Regions from separate parts of the Sus scrofa genome. Here region 1 is linked to region 2. Evidence: chromatin contacts called from public HiChIP or PLAC-seq data. All regions are on one chromosome and are shown on one strand. The core of a region is the stretch at or near the end of the contact, and the rest is flanking DNA. Distances in the headings are between cores, read along the strand shown.

What was found. HiChIP or PLAC-seq counts read pairs in DNA pulled down with a chosen protein or histone mark.
Region 1: an H3K27ac HiChIP or PLAC-seq map of alveolar macrophages shows a contact between it and region 2. The contact joins two enhancer-like sites. A contact is called at or near these places in 19 of 47 Hi-C or Micro-C datasets (adipocytes, alveolar macrophages, embryonic fibroblasts and 11 more) and 2 of 2 datasets of contacts at active chromatin or transcription factors (alveolar macrophages and skeletal muscle).

The regions. Positions count from the first base shown.
Region 1 is chr6:153,725,408-153,729,383 of Sscrofa11.1, reverse strand. No RefSeq gene overlaps it. Among named protein-coding and RNA genes, the nearest start is that of MYSM1, 28 kb to the left of the region's middle. Within about 2 kb of position 1,758, at least 1 of the 83 cell types and tissues checked has an H3K27ac peak or open chromatin away from gene starts, as enhancers often do. A contact at or near this core is called in alveolar macrophages, where this site is marked.
Region 2 is chr6:152,774,924-152,778,823 of Sscrofa11.1, reverse strand. The region is part of intron 14 of FGGY (FGGY carbohydrate kinase domain-containing protein); the gene reads left to right. Among named protein-coding and RNA genes, the nearest start is that of HOOK1, 67 kb to the right of the region's middle. Within about 2 kb of position 1,448, at least 1 of the 83 cell types and tissues checked has an H3K27ac peak or open chromatin away from gene starts, as enhancers often do. A contact at or near this core is called in alveolar macrophages, where this site is marked.

The DNA of each region.
Region 1 (3,976 bases), core at 509-3,008, 950 kb before region 2:
AAATAAAGATTTCTTAGCATTTCTTTAAAAACACATCACAACCCTGAGTCCACATGCCTCCAGGGTGACAACTGACTGGAGTTCAACAACTTGTGATTCTTTTGGACAAAGCATAAGCTTGCTGCTTCCCCAGAGTCCCCATCTAGCCTGCTCCCTCAGTGTACTTCACGCATCTAGACTCCAAAGTACTTGAGTTTGTAACCTGAAGATTTTGGTTCACTGTCTTCATGTTACAGATGCAAAAAACAGCCTAATCAGAAGTGCTGTGCTCAAGGTCGCCATACAAGTGAGGCTCTGAGACGAGGCTAAATTCCAGGCCTCCCAACTCAAAGGGCTATAGGATTTCTCAGAAATGAAGATTGGTCCCCACTCCTGCCCATGCTTTAGTCAGGAAGCTTCAGGTCTTTCCTCCTCTTTCTCAGGAGGCTGATGTCCCCCAGCTGGTGGGAGGGGCCACAGGGAAGATCCAGACAGAATAAGCTGGAAGAAGATGCTCTAGAAGGCAGAAAGAGAGAGAACAGCCTCCCTTTTCTTTCTCCAGCTCCCAATTTCTTCCACTGATGGGCAGGACTTGACAGTACAGAGGCGGAGAGACTGAAAATTCCTGGGCTCTTGCTTCCTCATCGGTAACATGGAAGCACTATGACTTGGTGGAGGTTGTATGAGAGGTATTCATTCTCTGCGTAGAGCATCTGGGATCCACTCAGTTGTGACTGCCTACAAGATGTCAATGCTGAGGGCTCAGCTACGCCTGGAACATGGGGCATCCTTGGTGGATGCTGGCGTTACTGAGGAGAAACAGGACAGACAGGATCTTTGGTACCCAGTCCAGACTCTCTGCCTTTGGCTGCAGCCCCTCCACATTTCAATAGCTCTTTTCCTAAACGGGCAGTTCTCACGTTGGCTGCACATTAAAATATCCTGAGGTGCTTTTATAAATCTTGAGGCCCAGACTGCATCCCAAACCAAGTGAACAGAATTTCTAGGGGTGGGATCCAGTGATCAATGCCACAGCCCTTGGCCTCCTCCTTACCTGAGATCCACCCTGTGTATGAACTTCCCTTCCTACCACCTTACCCTTGCCCTTGGATCCTGGACAGATTAATTAAACCCTTCTGAGCCTTAACTTTTTTGGGGGGCTGCACCTGGGGCATATGGAAGTTTCCAGGCTAGGGGTCGAATCGGAGCTACAGCCTCTGGCCTACACCACAGTCACAGCAATGCCAAATCTGAGCTGAGTCTGCGACTCAGACCACAGCTCAGGGCAACGCCGGATCCTTAACTCATTGAGCGCGAGGGCAGGAATTGAACCCACTTCCTCTTGGTTCCTAGTTGGGTTCATTAACTGCTGAGTCCCAAAGGGAACTCTGAGCCTTGACTTTCTTATCAGGACAACAGGGGTGTAGGGGAGACAGTGGACAGCCTACCAGCATCCATTTCCTCCTTTTTCTTTCCAAGCAGAAGGCTGAGTTTGGAAGCTGACCAGCTCCAGGTGTAGGCCTGTTTGGCCCAAGGGTTGTCCAATTTTGCCAGTGATTGGTTTAGGAACAAGACTGTGGACCCAACTCTATTAAGTAAGATATGAGAGGAGGCTTCTAGGGAGTTTTCTGGCTCCTGAGAAAGAACAAGAAGAGCTTCTGTGTGGCATCTTGATCAGACTCTTGGACTGTTGCCACCATCCCGTAACCAGCCTGAGGATGAAGGCAGTGCAGGGGCATGGCACTGAAAGATGAATTCTGGGAGTTCCCATTTCGGTTCAGTGTAAACAAACCTGACTAATGTCCAAGAGGACATGAGTGGGATCCCTGGCCTTGCTCAGTGGGTTAAGGATCCGGTGTTGCTGTGAGCTGCATGGTAGGCTGGCAGCTACAGCCCCAATTCTACCCCTAGCCTAGGAACTTCCATATGTCACAAGTGTGGCAGAAAGAAAGAAAGAAAGGAAGGAAGGAAGGAAGGAAGGAAGGAAGGAAGGAAGGAAGGAAGGAAGGAAGGAAGGAAGAGATGAATTTTGGTTACCTGGAGTTTTTAGAAGATTAAGTCACAAGAATAAGAGTAGAAAACCAGCATTTACTGAGTCCCTATCATGCTCCAGGCTCTGTATTAAGTCTATCATGATAGGTCCTATTTCATGTAATTCTGACATTATGGTGGGTGGGCATTATAAAGTACTCAGCCTGTAGAGTTGGATCAGTTGATTTTAATTTTAGCTTCAACATTTAGGCAAATGCGTGACACTCTCTAAACCTCAGTTTTCTCATCTGTGAAATGAGACGAATGGAACCTACACATCATGGGACTGTTGGAAGGACTAAATGAAATAATGCATGTGGGAGTTCCTGTCGTGGCTCAGTGGAAATGAATCTGACTGGTATCTGTGAGGGTGCAGGTTCGATCCCTGGCCTTACTCAGTGGGTTAAGGATCGGGCATTGCCATGAGCTGTGCTGTAGGTTGCAGATGCAGTTGGGATCTGGCATTGCTGTGGCTGGGGTATAGGCCGGAGTCTGCAGCTCCAATTAGACCCCTAGCCTGGGAACTTCCACATGCCTTGGGTGTGGCCCTAAAAAAAAAAAAAAAGACAAAAAAAGAAATAATGCATGAAAACCAGGTGTTATTTATTTTTTAAATCAACTTTGTAAGGTAGTTATTATTATTATTATTATCATTATTTACTTTTTACATATGAATAAAGTGAGAATCACAAAGCCCACTGACTGAACCAAGATCCCACGATATACAAGCAGTGGAGTTGGGATTGAAACCCAAGACCTCACTCCTAATCTACCGCTTGTGCCTCTTTCCACTCCTCTCCTGCTTTCCATACTCAGTTGAGGAAATCTCAACAATTCCCTGCAGTAAGCAGTGCAAAGGGAATTCTTCCACAAACACAGGTTTGCAAGCAAACTGGGTGAAAGTGAGAAGCCAGACCTGCCTGAGGCATGGGTGTAACCGAAGAGCTGTGAAAGGTGAGGATCCCCGTGCAGCAGAACACTTTCAGGTTTGCAAATAACAAAGGACCATAAGATCATAGACTCTTAGGGTTCAAAGAATCTTCAGAAATCATATAACCCAACCCAAGCTGTGCGGGAATTTCTGCTTTCCTCCCTCTTGAGGTAACAGGATTCCTACTTTCCAGAGGAGGCCATTTCAAATTCTTAAAAGTTAAAACAATTGGTTGACATTTGCCTCCCTAGAACTTCCACCTCTTGGTTCTAGGAGTACCAATTGGTTCTCGGAGTACCAGTTTCCTGAACTGTAGTCTTCAGGAAAAGAGAGAACATCTCTCATTCTTCTGCTACATAAAAACAGGCAGCATGGAAGGTTAGCATGACGGTTCCCTTCACCCCCAGTCTTCTTACCTCCAGGCTACCCACTCCCCAGATTTCTCAACTGATCCTCAAACAAGACAGTTTCCAGTTCCATCACCATTCTGCCTCCTCTTTCATATAGGGAGACAGAAGTGGAGTCAACACTTCCAGAAGGATTTCCTAACTATCAAAGCTGTTCAGCAATGGATCAGTGGGCAGTTTGAAACATAGTTGCTTGTACATAGATTATACCTAAAAAATTTGGGTAGAGGAAGAACTGTTACAAATGTGGTGGGCATCTGTTGTTTTTATTTATCCAATGTCCATGCTGTCTCCTTTGGAACTAGGATTAAAATTCTCTTGGGTGAATGTTCAAAGTCCTTTGGGTGCTGTCTGGCTAGGACACTTAGCAAGGTGCTCTGTTCCCCTGTAGCTGGGCCGGAAACACATCCCCTATTGGGCTGACCAGACCATCACTTTCCAATTGATCATGTGAGTGTTAGAGCCTACTGGTTGTCACAGGGGTTCCTGGATAAGTCTGCACATAGTTTCTGCAAAACTCCTGGAACCACTTGCCTGTTCTTCCTGTCTGTCTTGTTTTTTTTCCAAATATTATATCTATATCTATATCTGTGTCTATGTCTATATCTATATCTATATCTATATCTAT
Region 2 (3,900 bases), core at 199-2,698:
TTATTGGTAAATGACCCCACATCTGCTTAGTCACTCCTGCCAGAACTTCAAGGACGTTCTGACCTATCTTCTCTTGTCCTCCCGCCTCAGTCTCTCCAGGTCTCTTTCTAAACGACATCTCATATTTCTTGAATTCTTCCACTTTGCTTTAATTCCACAGTCACTGCCATGGTCCAGGATGCCAGCATTCTCACCCAGACTGCTCCAGGGACCTCTTGAATGGTTTCCCTGCCTCCACGTTTACTCCTCTCTAATCCATTCCCTACACATTACTCAAAGTGATCTCTTACAAATTTGAATAGGGCAGCTCTGGCTTAAAATTCTCCAATAGCTTCCCCTTGACTTTGGCATAATGTCAGAAACCTTTAACATGATTTTCAAAGGCCACCCAAAATCTGATTCCTGCCTTCGTTCGTAGCTTTATCTCTTAGCACTTTTTCTCTTCACTCTTTCTACTCCAGCCATCTTGGACTTGTTTTAGTTCTATGAATGCACCATATTATCTTGATTTGGGGCCTGCAAATACGTACTTCCTTCAGCCTGGGACCGTCTTCACCAACTTGATTTACCTGTTTCTCCAACACCTTTTGAACCTTCAGATATTTCGTTAAGCCCCCAATCTAGTATTGTCTTCTCTGACCCTCTCTATTGCACCTGTGTTTTTCTACTAGACCCTAAACTCCATGAGGTCAAGGATCAGAGCTACCTGATAACACGGATGTATCCCCAGTGCCTAGGACAATACCTGGCAATGACAGGTACTCAATAACTACTTGCTGAACAATAAAATAGTATCTGGCTCAAAGTTCCCATTTTGGAGACAGGAAAACTAGGATCCAAAGAAAGGAGGCAACTCATTCAAAACTATAGAGCCCAGATGAAGACGAATAGAGGACCAGAGCCTCTTGATTTCCAGATCCCTTCTCTTTCCAGTACAGCATGTACTTGTCAATAATTTAGTAACCAAAGGGAAGCAGACTGAATTCCCAATGTCTTGTGAAAGCCAGAGCAAGCTTGTGTTTATAAACACAGCTGACATAGTTGTTGTTTTCTTTGTTTGTTTTAAGTAAAAGGCCTGGAAGTCCAACCCAAAAATAAAGTCCACATTTCCAAGTACGGGCTCCTACGTCTATTCCCTCCAGCCCCCCATTCTGCTCATTGTCCATCTTTCCTCCCCTCATTGACCAGAGCCATCAGCTGGTATTCAGAGTTGAATGATTCCTTCATTCTGTTTCCTGTCAGAGTTCTTGGCCTTCTTTAATAGAAATTGATAAGAGGCCAGACAAGAAATTTAGACAAGGCTTTATTTCAGGTTCCCTCTCTCCTTCCCAGTTTCCTTCCAGCCCTTCTTGTCTTTTGGGTGCTTTGGTGCCACCCTTGGTCTCTCCAAGTCCTGGTTTTAGACTGAACCACTCTGCTTGCCTTCTTCCTCTAAAGTTGATTTGAAATGCATTATGGCTTAGCCAGAGGCCCTTGTACCATCAACCAGTTTAAGGCCGGCCCCAAAGGCTAGACCAGGGTGTCTATGCCCCACTTCTTTTTTTCTTTGCTTTTTTTAGGGCTGCACCCATGGCATATGGAAGTTCCCAGGCTAGGGGTCGAATCAGAGCTACAGCTGCTGGCCTATGCCACAGCCACAGCAGCTCGGGATCTGAGCCACATCTGCAACCTACACCACAGCTCACCGCAATGCCGGATCCTTAACCCACTGAACAAGGCCAGGGGTCAAACCCTCAACCTCATGGTTACTAGTCAGATTCATTTCCACTGTGCCACAACAGGAACTCCTCCAACTTCTTTTTTTTTTAATGATTTTTTATTTTTTCCATTATACTTGGTTTACAATGTTCTGCCCCATTTCTAATATGTTTTGGAGATCCTAAACATAGAGCTTTAAGGCGTGTGGAGGGAGAGATAGATGGATAGATAGCCTGTGTCTTAGATAATTTGGTTACTTACCAGCCTAAACATAAATTGACCCTAGTGACCACCCAGTATCCCTTGCAGCACAGTCGTTGTCTACTATGTTAATGCTGTCATATTTTGATTCTTTGCTGCCGATTATGGTTCCTGATCTGTTGGCCAAGGAATCTACCCAATACAAAATTAACTTTGAAGCAGGAAGTGTACCTTTCCTGAGAGCTTTTAGGATGTTGCATTTTCTAGAGTTGCAATCTCCCATTGGCTCACTCCATCCTAAACAAAGTTCCTCCCTTGCAGTCATAAATGAAGCATATCCTGGCTAAAGAACTTTGTGGATTAGAGCGACCGATTGACTTTGGCAACTAAAGGAGTAGTAGAGGTGATTCCTGTTCATCAATGTGTTTGGTTTAATAGATGGGGCCCTTCTTCTATATAAAGAAGAAATTAGAGTCAGAAGAAATATATCGATTAGAAGAAAAGGACGTCATTGAGATTCTGGAAATTACCAGCAGGTGAAGAGGACATTTGGTGGGAATCATGGGGCAAAGTGGAGAACTGGATTAATGGGCAGTTGAGGTCAGAAGGTGGCTATTGGAATGCTGTAACCACTTTGAAACCACACACCTCAAGTGTTGAATGGATCTTATAAACAGATGCTGAAGCCTTACATGATGATGACAAACCTCCAGATGGATATGGAGACTGAGATCTAAGCCTTAGCCTCATTTACCATCAGCAAGAAGCTGATGATGACAGCAGTGAGCTGCAGAGGAGAGAGGGATGATTGTATCTGTATCATTGGGTGGTATCAACCTCAGAGCAGCAGGGCTATTGCTTGCAGATGGAGGAGTAATCATCAGGAAATGATAATGAGGAGCCATTCGAATAGTAACGCCCACCACCTTCCCCAGCCTACCCACTCCACCAACCTGAAACATACACCCAAGTGATATATATTAATTCTAACTTTTAATAATGTTTCTGGGAAAATAAGGTTTGTTTCATTTGATGGGTAAATAGTAGTAGTGGTGATAATAATAACCACAACTGTACTTTTAATCATTCATTCCATAACAACAGATCTACAAAATTGGTATTCATATTCCCCTTTTTCTTTTTCATTGAGACTCAGCACGTTAAAAGGCAGAGCTGGGTTTTGAATCACAGTATCTATACCGTCAAAGCCTTTGTTCCACAGTGAGTGGTTAAGAGTAGAATTCCAAAACTGAATGTCTCCTTACCTTTCAGTTGGGGATATAAAGTAGCTAAAGTGTTTAGCACAGTGCTGGGCTGTAGTAAGTGCTCAATAAATGGTAGCTGCCACTATTATTGTTGTTGTGTTATTATTTATGTTATAGCTCACTGTAGTAATTTATGTTCTCAACCAGAAACATCAGCAGGACCATTTCTTTTCCAGTCAATAATAGATTATTAGATGGGTGATAGCTTGCAGTTTTGAAGTCTATAATCTATCTAATGCTTTTAGCAAGAATCTTGATCTTTTGGCTTTGAGGAAACCGATAAGAGGCAAGTCAAACTCATGTAAGTAGAATGAATACTTGTTCAGCTATTCATACTAAGGCCCAACCCCTAAGGAGTCAGGCCATGTCTTTGGACTGAAGCTCAAAATATCACAGTAGAAGGTAGACTTACTTGTCGTGGAACCTCTCCTCTGTGCCATGTTTGCTGTGACTGAGTTGGACTGAATCTCTGCCTTGCTGGTGAAACACGGTGGACATATCCCCTCTTAGAGTGGATCTAGTTGTTTAAAAAAAAAAAACCCCTAATAAAATGTACCATTGGGAGTTACTGGTTCACTTGTCAACTGAGAGTTAATCAAAAAGAGACATGTACATGGAACCAACAGATTGCAGAGCTGGCAAAGACTTTAGAAATAATTTAATCCAACCTCTTTATTTTGCTGATAAGGAAAGTGAGTCCCAGGGAGGGGAAGGGTCTTACTCAGGGTCATACAGC